Linked DNA regions of Mus musculus: region 1 is linked to region 2. The links are chromatin contacts, called in public Hi-C maps. All regions are on one chromosome and are shown on one strand. Each heading gives the region's core, a stretch centred on a gene start, on an enhancer-like site or on the middle of the called end of the contact. The rest is flanking DNA. Distances are from core to core; before and after follow the strand shown.

The links. Hi-C and Micro-C count contacts between places; a contact is called where the count stands out from the background.
Region 1: a Hi-C map of 8-cell embryo shows a contact between it and region 2, with 2.1 times the contacts expected there. The contact joins the enhancer-like site here to the promoter of Rrm2 in region 2. A contact is called at or near these places in 5 of 39 promoter capture datasets (the 3T3-L1 cell line, embryonic stem cells, macrophages and 1 more), 1 of 15 datasets of contacts at CTCF or cohesin (the G1E-ER4 cell line), 24 of 484 Hi-C or Micro-C datasets (8-cell embryo, the AML12 cell line, the C10 cell line and 12 more), 3 of 115 datasets of contacts at active chromatin or transcription factors (the SCID.adh cell line, embryonic stem cells and memory CD8 T cells) and 2 of 9 other capture datasets (adipose tissue and pancreatic islet).

What each region holds. Positions count from the first base shown.
Region 1 is chr12:24,749,137-24,754,452 of GRCm38.p6, forward strand. No RefSeq gene overlaps it. Among named protein-coding and RNA genes, the nearest start is that of Gm26211, 27 kb to the right of the region's middle. Within about 2 kb of position 1,270, at least 5 of the 459 cell types and tissues checked have an H3K27ac peak or open chromatin away from gene starts, as enhancers often do. A contact at or near this core is called in 8-cell embryo and morula, where this site is marked.
Region 2 is chr12:24,706,826-24,712,133 of GRCm38.p6, forward strand. Rrm2 (ribonucleotide reductase M2) reads left to right here and starts at 1,429. Exons shown (of 10, transcript NM_009104.2): 1 at 1,429-1,620; 2 at 1,735-1,809; 3 at 2,114-2,260; 4 at 2,500-2,616; 5 at 3,532-3,665; 6 at 4,622-4,716; 7 at 4,844-4,977. The coding sequence starts at 1,522.

The DNA of each region.
Region 1 (5,316 bases), core at 20-2,519, 42 kb after region 2:
AATACTACAAAACCAAAATAAGACAAAAAAATGAGTAATAAATAAAAACTACCATAAAACAGTGAATTAAGTATAGTATGAACTTACAATGCTAAAATTAAATATTTTAGGAAATTACTTTCTTTACCGTTGCAAATGACTAGCTTGTGTGTGTCTGTGTGTGTGTGTGTCTGTGTGTATGTGTGTCTTATGATATTCACATACTATATTTTATTGACTTAAACTTCAGCAATGTCAGACAAGACCTGAGGGTACAATGGTCATACCAGATCAAGCCTTGTCCTAGACTCTCAGTCTCAAGAGAGAAAGGAGTTCCAGTGACCAGTGAGGGAAGGGACAGGCTCTGTACTCTCTAACAAAACTTCTCTTCTGCATCTGGTGTCTAAATTAGCTGACATGCCTCCGGCGTTTCTCCACTTTGCTCCAGCGATTCGAACATCACTGAAATCCAGGGTTAACCTCTAATTTTCCAGATCTGATGATTTCCAACCATAAGTGGACAGACTCTTTCAGGTTCTCATTTAAAAGGAAGGGAAAAAAACCAATCAAACAAAACAGCTCTTAAGACTGACAACCAGGGCTGGTGAGATGGCTCAGTGGGTAAGAGCACCCGACTGCTCTTCCGAAGGTCCGGAGTTCAAATCCCAGCAACCATATGGTGGCTCACAACCATCCGTAATGAGATCTGACTCCCTTTTCTGGAGTGTCTGAAGACAGCTACAGTGTACTTACATATAACCAATAAATAAATCTTTAAAAAAAAAAAAAAAGACTGACAACCAAATCTCCAACTGCAGATGTGCCTACAGTAGTTCCCCTAGACTTCCCAGCATCTGGTGTAGTGTGGACCTGGGGCCTCCAGCTTGGCTCCCTGGAGCCCAGTCCCTTCCCAAGGCTAACAGGAAACAACCTTCTCCACTTCTGAGCAGAGCATGGTCAGAGATCAGAACCATCAGCCTGCCTCCTGCTGGCTTATTGGCCTTACCCCCAGAGCCTCCTGCAGTTGCACCAAACACTGAGGCTACCTGGGCCTCACATTTCTATAGTGATAGTCTAGCTCTTGGTTGCTTGGTGTCCAGCTGAGTGAATGCTCTGTCCAGCCAGCAGCTTTTATCAGCCCCGTGTTGGCTCCTCTCTTCCTGCCTGGCAAATGTTACCACTCAGCACTTCAGTCTTCCATGAGAATTCATCTTTGCTCTGTTCTCCCCGAATCCCACCTCTAGGCCTAACTGGACAGTGCAGTATGGGCCCCAGAAGCTTGCCCAAATGAACACAACATCCCTTAGGACTTACACAGCAGCAGGCATGGTGATGTGGTCTTTCTGTAGCATTTGTAACACACAGTGAAGAATTTGTGCATCTGTAGTTTTGTTTTTATGTTTTAGAGACAGGGGCTCATCTATCCCAAGATGATGGTGGTGAACTTGCTTTTTAAAAAGGAATGAACTTGAACTTCTGATCCTCCTGCCTCCGCCTCCCGAGTGCTGAGATTATAGGCATGTGTCGCCGTGCAGTGCTGGTGGATCAAATCCGGGGCTTTGTGCATGCCAGGTGTGGCAGTTTGAACATACTTGGCCCAGGGAGTGGCACTATTAGGAGGTGTGGCCTTGCTGGAGGAAGTGTGTCACTGTAGGGCTGGGCTTTGAGACCCTTCTAGCTGCCTAGAAGACAGATGTCTTAGGGTTTCCATTGCTGTAAAAAGACACCATGATTAAAGCAACTCTTTTAAAGCACGGCATTTCATTGGGGCTGGCTTACAGGTTCAGAGGTTCAGGTATCATCAGGCAGGCAGCATGGCAGCATCCAGGCAGATTTGGCGCTGGAGGAGGGCCTTCCCTCACTCTTGTCACGTGACTTGGTAACCTTGTAGGGCTGGGTTCTCAATTTTCTTAGTGCCGAGACCTTTTAGTACAGTTCCTCAGGTTGTGGTGAACCCCAACCATAATACTGTTTCATTGCTACATCATAACTGCCATTTTGTACTGTTGTATAATGTGAAAGTTTGATATGCGACCTCAAAGGGGTCAGACTCACAGGTTGAGAATCACTGCTCTAGGGTGTTGTTCTGGTTAGTTTGTATCAACTGGACACAAACTAGAGTCATCTAGGAGAGGGAATGTCAACTGAAGGATTGGGTCCACGAGCCTGGCCCATGAGCAAGTGTGTGAGGCATTTTCTTGATTAATAATTGATGTGAGAGGCTCCGCCCACTGTGGCCATTGCCACCCCCCCCAACCCCCCACCCCACGCCGCCGGGCAGGCGGTCCTGGCTTGTGTGAGAAGGCAAACTTGGGAACTCTATTTTAGTTCCTGCTTGTTTCTTTCAATGATGGACTGAATACCTCAACTAATAGGAGCAGGATAAGTATACAACAAAGACAAGTTCCTTTAAAAAATTGCCTGGTACTGGAGAGATGGCTCAGTGGTTAAGAGTACTGACTGCTCTTCCAGAGGTCCTGAGTTCAATTCCCAGCAACCACATGGTGGCTCAGAACCATCTGTAATGGGATCTAATGCCCTCTTCTGGTGTGTCTGAAGACAATTACAGTGTACTCATTTACATAAAATAAATAATTAATTTTTTTTTTATTTTTAAGAATCCCCTATACCTAAATCTAGATTGGTGGAATAACTTGGTACAGATGTTTGTGGATTTTAGGCATTAAAACCCTGTAGGATATTCACTCGATGTCATAGTTCAGCTCCTGAACCTGAATTGTGGCCCTGATCGATAAGTCCTGGGGCATATTGTAACCAGTGAGCCAAACCCTTCCCTCCCCAAAGCTGGTTTTGCTCTTGTGTTTATCACAGCATCAGGAAGCAAACTAGGACAGAGAGAGGGGGGTGCTCTTTTACATGCTAGCAAACAGAGGTTTGAAGCAGCTGGGTAAACAACCCAGCAACACATAACCACCTATCAAGCCGGGTCTAGATTTATTCTCAGTGCACCTCACCTGCCGGCCTGTTCTCTACTCTCTCCAGCTCTTCTTTGCCAGTTCGTTCACTGAGTTCTCTGGTGCTTAACTGCACAGGAGTTCTTATTGGAGAAAAGAGGAGGGGTCCCTGAGCCCAGGGAACTTGAGGGGCCCTGGCATGTGGAGGAGGCTTGCGAGCCCCTCAAACCCTTCTGTATCGGCCTTTCCTCTCCTCCCAGCTAGCTGAGATCTAGAGGAGTGGCATGTGTGTACCTGGGTCTTGTCTCATCAGTGACACCTGCTAGCTCAGGGACCATAAACAGCTGCATCTCCACTCTGCATCTCAGCTCTCATCTGCAGCTCAGGCCTGAGGGTGTGTGCATGTGTGTAAGGGGTCACTGTAAGGGCTGTGTAGGCAAAGGGAGACACATGGAAACTGTCCTGCGTTGCATGGCTACATCACTGTAATGGAGCTAAATATGGGGAATTAATTTTTTTTGAAGGGTTTTGTTTGTTTGTTTGGTTTTTCGAGACAAGGTTTCTCTGTACAGCCCTGGCTGTCATGGTGCTCACTCTGTAGCCCAGCCTGGCCTCGAATTCACAGAGATCCACCTGCCTCTGCCTCCCAGGGTTATGGGATTGAAGGCCCAGCTGAACTTCCTTTGAGATTTATTTTTTATTGTTTTTAACCATAAGTCTGATCTGTGCGAATGCCAGAGGAAGCCAGAGGCGTCAGATCCTTTGGAGCTGGTGTAAGCCACTCTGTATGGGTGCTGGGATCTGAACTCCGGTCCTCTTTAAGGAAGGGCAGTGCATTCTTTTAACCATTGGGACATCCTTCCAGCTGTGGCTTGTTCTCTTTGTGATTGAATCTTTTGGGTAGCACAGGCTGGCCTAGCTGTCCTGGAACTCATTTTGTAGACCAGGTTTCTTGTGCGCGCTCGACTGGCCAGGAAGAACGACGCTGCAACAGGATCCTTCTGCACACGTTTATTGGGAGAGCTTGATTGTAGAGGCGAAAAGACCCCGAGCCCAGAACTGGTGCTGCTTTTATAGGCCTAGGAGAGGCGTGTCTTACACCTGGATTGGTTATGCACTACGCCTCATTTGCATGTCTCACATCTGATTGGTTATACTCTCAGTACCTTACAGAACCTCATTATCATGCCCGGGCCAGGCAGTGTCTTTGCAAAAAACTTTACTGCATATGTACACATTGGTTGTTTGTCCAAACTTATGCGTGGTGGCCAGCAGTAGTCAGTGCCACTCTGCAACGGCACATGTGGCTTCCCACACAGGTTGGCCTTGAACTCAGAAATTGGCTCAGAACTCTTGATCTTGCTTCAGCCTCAGCTAAGATAGCTAAGATTACAGGTGAGTGCCCTCATGCTGGGAGGAGAACCCTGCTCTACAGTATGATGTCATCCCTGCGTCCAGGTGTCTCTCGATCTTGATTCTAGTACATAGCTGCAGGGGTTTCGTCATTCTCATTAACTCTGCAAAGGGAAGTGACAAGAGTAGAAAAGAACACAGCAAGGAGAATTTCTTGGCTTTTTTTTTTTTCTCTAGGTTATTTCCTGGAGGAAATTTCTGTGCTACTAGGAATGGTCTATGTTCTATTAAAACAGAATACAAAACACATTTGTATGTGTGTGGGTATGTGTTTGTGTGTGAGTGTGTGTGCATAGTGTATTATGTGTGTATGTGTGTGGAGGCCAGGTCTACATGAGCTGTCTTCTACTACTACTGTCTAAAGGAGCCTGGTGTTCACTGATTAGGCTACAGAGGCTGCCAAAGGAATGCCAGGGATCCACGAGTCTTGCATTCCAACACTAGGGCTCTAGACACTCATGGTCACAGCCAGACTCTCCATGGGTACTGGGAATCTCAGGGTAAATGCTGGGGCCTCGTGTTTCTTTGCCAGGCATTTTCCCTCAGAGCCCTTGCTCCAGCCCTGTGTACACATGACTCCTAAAAATGCAAGGTGAAACAACCTTTAGAGCAACGGTTCTCAACCTGTGGGTCGAGAACCCTTGGTGGGGGGTGTCAAACAAACCCTTTTATAGGTAATCACACGTCAGATTTCCTGCATTTCAGAAATTTATATTACATTTATAACAGTGGCAAAATTACAGTCATAAGGTAGGAATGAAAATAAATGTATTGTTGGGGGGGGTCACATGAGGAATTGTATTAAGGGGTTGTAGCACTAGGAAGGTTGAGAATCATTGCTGTAGAGAAACAGAAAGGACTTGAGGTGCAAACAATCTAAGTGACAGAAAGTATGGGAAGAGAAACTGAGGCCAAAGGTGATTAGTGTTACATGCAGAGACAGTCAAAGCAAAATAACAAAAGACTAATAAATAGCACAGTGGGTCTCTCTGCTGAGTCCCTTTCCCAG
Region 2 (5,308 bases), core at 179-2,678:
GGTTTCCACATCTAAGGTCACCTGAAAGCGGACTTGCCCTTGAGTGACCGCAGCGCGCGCGGGCCGGTGGGGCTGGGAATCTTGAAGTTGAACCAACCAATCACAGAGCAGAGGTTAAAAACCGCGCCAGAAGCAAAAGCGCTCAGCTCCTGACAGGTCCCGGTACAGGGGAACCTAGGCGGGGCTGCCCACTAAGCTCAGCCTGCTTGGCGGGAGGAAGAGGCGTTTGGAGGAGGTTGTGAGCAGGGAGAAGAGAATGGCGGCGACCTTCTCCTTCCCTCAGTGGTCGAGTGTTATTTTAGTAGCCAGACCTCATTTGTACTGAGTACACCAGGAGCTAGAGGAGCCAAAGGCAAACCCCTCGGATAACGGAGGAATGGAATGTGAATTAGAAATTATATGTTAAAAAAAAGAACTGACAATTTTGCTAGAGGTGATTTAAAATATTTATCGATATGGCCCAGTTAGCTTAGCATGGAAGAAGTCCTGGGTTTTGTCCCCAGCATCAATAAATTGTGCAGCGGTGGATGCCGCCTGCTTTAACTTTGAGCTGCCACATGGTGTTCAGAGATTTTTTACAGCATCTACAGTGAGAGAACTTAGGACACAAGCAGAGGGGAGCCTCCCCTCGTCCTCTTTTAAAATATTTGACCTGGGAGAGTCAGTGGAGCCTTCCCAGGTTCCACGTTTTTCCCCGGGATCTCAGTGTCCCATCTCAGCGCTTTATCTCTGGTATCTTGGACCCCGTAGGGCAAATCAGAAAGATGGAAACTTGAGTTCTTGTCTCCACCCTCACCACAGGAATTTGCAGATTCGTCTTTAGACTACTGGACGCCCAGAGTCGTAAAATGAATGTATGACTCGTCACCATCCTGTGAGCTTCCTGGAATTTGTAATCGTCTGGCAGCTTTTAAACTAATTGGGACAGAGGGGACAGGGGTCTGACAGGAGGGGCAGGGTAGAAAAGGAACCCAAGGCTGCATCCGTACCCCTTCATGAGTTTGAAGACAGCTTTTTAGGGAACCCTAGTTTGAGGACCCCCTTAATCCCACAAGGCCGGTGCGATTGCTCGGGACCCCGAATCTCTTTAAGAAACCAGGGTCCCCCGCACCCCTCTACTTGGGACATGAAGACAGTCAAGGCGACGTGTCCCAGAGGCCAGCAGCGTCACTCCACCCTTGGCACCAACCTCAGCGGCAACGCCCGCCCGGCGACCCCCTGCGCGCTCAATCCCCAAGGCTCTCGCAATCCTAACCGGTTCCGGCCCCGCGAGCGCCCGCGCACCCGGCCGGCGCAGGCTCCTTAAAGGTCTTTGTGCGGAAGGCCTGCGGCGCAACTCAAATCTCCCGCGCTGGGCGGCGAGCGGGGTCAGCGGCGTCCAATGGGAGGCGAGGCCACGCCCCCTCGGAGCGCGCGGTTGGGTGGCTCTTTAAAGGGCGCGGGCGCTGGCAGTCGGCGGTGCACCGGATTCCAGCTGTTTTCGCCTGCTCCTCGCCGTCTCCGCCGCTGCCCTCGTTCGCCATGCTCTCCGTCCGCACCCCGCTCGCCACCATCGCTGACCAGCAGCAGCTGCAGTTGTCGCCGCTGAAGCGACTCACCCTGGCTGACAAGGAGAACACGGTGAGGGCGGCCCAGGTGCCGGCTGGGTTGGATGTGCACTGGCAGGTCGTGGGTTCCCGGACCCGGGAGGGTGGAGGGTGCCTACCGCCATTCACCACGCGTGTCCCCCTACAGCCCCCGACTCTCAGCAGCACCCGCGTCCTGGCCAGCAAAGCTGCGAGGAGAATCTTCCAGGACTCCGCCGAGCTGGTGAGTGGCCCGTGTGGGGCTGAGGTGGGTCGCTTAGGCTCCCAGTAGAGGGCGCCCGCTCGTTGGCGCTAAATCTGCATTGTCCCAGCTGAATTATTTGACTCTTCTTTCCCGCCAAAGTGTCTCCTCAGAATGTCCTACTCGGGTCGGCCTATGGTAATAGTAGAGTGCAGCGTGACAGCTAAGCACACGAGATTACCAATCGTTGAAAGTACTCGATCTGATGAGACACTGGCTAGCAGTTTCCTGCGGTTCGGTTGGCATTTGGGGGTTGGTTCACTTGGCACTCTCTCTCATCCAACAGGAAAGTAAAGCGCCTACTAACCCCAGCGTTGAGGATGAGCCGTTACTGAGAGAAAACCCCCGCCGCTTCGTTGTCTTTCCCATCGAGTACCATGATATCTGGCAGATGTACAAGAAAGCCGAGGCCTCCTTTTGGACTGCCGAGGAGGTAATCGTTCAGGACTTGCTGTGTGTCAGAAGGCTCCCGCATGGCCGTCACAACTTTTTGCCCTTGGGAATGGTAGCTCACTGAGATATTGGGTGTTCCCTGAAACAAAGGGAATAATGGATGTGAAGAATTCGGTAATGAGATGGTTTGGGGGACTTCAGTTTTAAAGTGTGTGTGTATGAGAGAGAGAAAGAGAGAGAGACCTACAGACCTGCTAATCGTGAACTTCTAAACTTCAGGTGGACCTTTCCAAGGATATTCAGCACTGGGAAGCTCTGAAACCCGATGAGAGACATTTTATATCTCACGTTCTGGCTTTCTTTGCAGCGAGTGATGGCATAGTCAATGAGAACTTGGTGAGTTGGCATGAAATACCCATAATTCACTTAGATCCAGAACTGGTTCCTGGCTCTCTATCTTTTGCCCTGAAGCGGGGCTGGAGGGATAGATGACTGACTCCAGTCTCCGCTCTGGTTAACACACTTCCTGCTTGGGCGGAAGACCCAGGTTCTGTTATGAGTTACCCCTGTTGGACTGCTTCCCATCTGCTGGTGAGCTCCTCTCACCAAGGCAACTCTGACCTTGGGCACTTGCCTATACATGCACGGACCCATTCCCAGGCAAGCACAAGCAAAACAAACTTTTTAAGAGCTATGAATGTTATGTTAACGTTCATCATGTTAGTCTTTCCCTCTGCTAAGGAGCAGTAGTGAGTTTTTCTCTTTGTACCTACATGCTTAACTTTTTGTGGATTTCTATAAGACTTTGGTTGTATACTTCTTAACTCTAAGTGGGTCCTTGGAATGAACTGAAACAGAATTAGGGAATAACAGTGTTAAAAGAAACCCTGTGGGGCCTGGTGTGTGCCACAGAGGTTAGGAGCACATGATAGTTTTGTTAAAATAAATGGCAAACTAGGAGTTATGTGTTTCCTAATTGGTAAATTGAGCGTATGACGTGAAATAATGAGCTTGCTTGCAAATCATGAAGAACTAATAAAAATATAGGATTAAACTGTATTAAATATATACCTGGGTTTTTTGTTTTGTTTTACTTACATTTTTGAAGCAAGGTCTCACAGTAATCCTGGCTGGCCTAGAATAGAATTCAGTAAGTACACCAAAATGGCCTCTTACTCAGATTCCCCCTTCACTGTTGCTGCAGGCCTAGGAACAATCCCAGCAGGCCGGGCCACTCTACTGGTAGTGTGGAGAAAGTGAAGCAACCAGTAGTTCTTCAAATTTAACTTTGGCTCATTTTACTACCACTAGGTGGAGCGATTTAGCCAAGAAGTTCAAGTTACAGAGGCCCGCTGTTTCTATGGCTTCCAAATTGCCATGGAAAACATACACTCTGAAATGTACAGTCTCCTTATTGACACTTACATTAAAGATCCCAAGGAAAGGTGAGTATCCACACACTCTGCCAAGGTGCCTGGGACTCACTCACTGCTTTATTTCCAGTATTTTTGCTCATAAAGGGGAAATGAGCAGAATGACAAGCGGACTGTCAGTAGATGTTTCTATGACCCTTAGTCAAGACTGCCTCCAGCTTTTGTGTGTGGTAGCTTGTGTCTATTTCCAGCTCCCAGAGATCAGTGCAGCAGCATTGTCAAGAAGTCAAAGGCTAGTCAGACTGCATACTGTGTCAAAAACAAAACCAACCCCAGGGGCTGGAGAGATGACCACTGAGGTTTAGAAGGCACTGTGGCTCCTGCAAAGTATGGTTTACTGCTTACCAGTTTTAGTTCTTAGCTCCCACGGGACACCTCACAAGGCTGTAAGTCCAGTCACAGGGAAGTGGTGCCCTCTTCTGGCCTCCATGGGCATCACACATAAGGTGTCTGACACGTTAAGGCAAAACATACATTAAAAGTTAAGTTTAAAGCCGGGCGGTGGTGGCGCACACCTTTAACCCCAGCACTTGGGAGGCAGAGGCAGGCAGATTTCTGAGTTTGAGGCCAGCCTGGTCTACAGAGTGAGTTCCAGGACAGCCAGGGCTACACAGAGAGACCCTGTCTCAAAACCAAAACCAAAAAAAACCAAAAACAATTAAATTTAAAGACGTGGCTATGAATGAGTATGAAACCAAAGTGGAGGTGAGGGGAATTGCTTTAGACAATATTGAGTCAAAAGGTTTATTTTAGACCAGTTTAGCTGACATTGCTCTGCTAGGACATTATAGAAAAATTAAGAAGGCGTTTGTGTTATGGAGGGAGACTGGGAAGGACTGGTAGGGTTATGGTGGCAGTGAGTGCCAGGATGGGAAGCAGACGTGGAAGTAATGAATCAGGCCTACGCTGTGCCTGTTGTGTTGCCAGGGCTCTGCAGTATCCATTCATGCTATACTTTCTGCCTGCAGAGAATATCTCTTCAATGCTATTGAAACAATGCCTTGTGTGAAGAAGAAGGCTGACTGGGCCTTGCGCTGGATTGGGGACAAAGAGGCTACGTATGGTGAGGACCCTTTCCTTTTTCCTCCTCAAGCCCAGGCTTGATTGTCCAAGTAATGTCACTGGATTATTGGCCTGTGCTGAGAATACCGAGGCCTCACCGGGAACGTTTTCGTGTTGACTCTTGCTAGGAGAACGCGTTGTGGCCTTTGCCGCCGTAGAAGGAATCTTCTTTTCCGGTTCTTTTGCATCGATATTCTGGCTCAAGAAACGGGGGCTGATGCCGGGCCTTACATTTTCCAATGAGCTTATTAGCAGAGACGAGGTGAGTCTGAAGTAGCTTTCTAACCTGGGGCTCTTAGATACACATCTACTGATGGGGACCTGAGAAGTGAGGTGTGGCCACTTTCAAAAGGGATTGTAATGTGTGAACCTTTGCCTGCAAAGGACAAAGGGGAGGAGGATGACCTCGGGACCGGGTGGTTTTGAGCTGTAATGTAGGTGCTGGGACCTGAACCTGGGTCCTCTGCAAAAGCAGCAAATGTCCCTTGTAACTGTTGAGCCATTCCAAGTCTTGGGGATCCAGCCTAGGCTTTCATACTTGCTAGGCAAGTATTCCGCCACATTCCTAGCCCTGTATCCATATTTAATGTAGG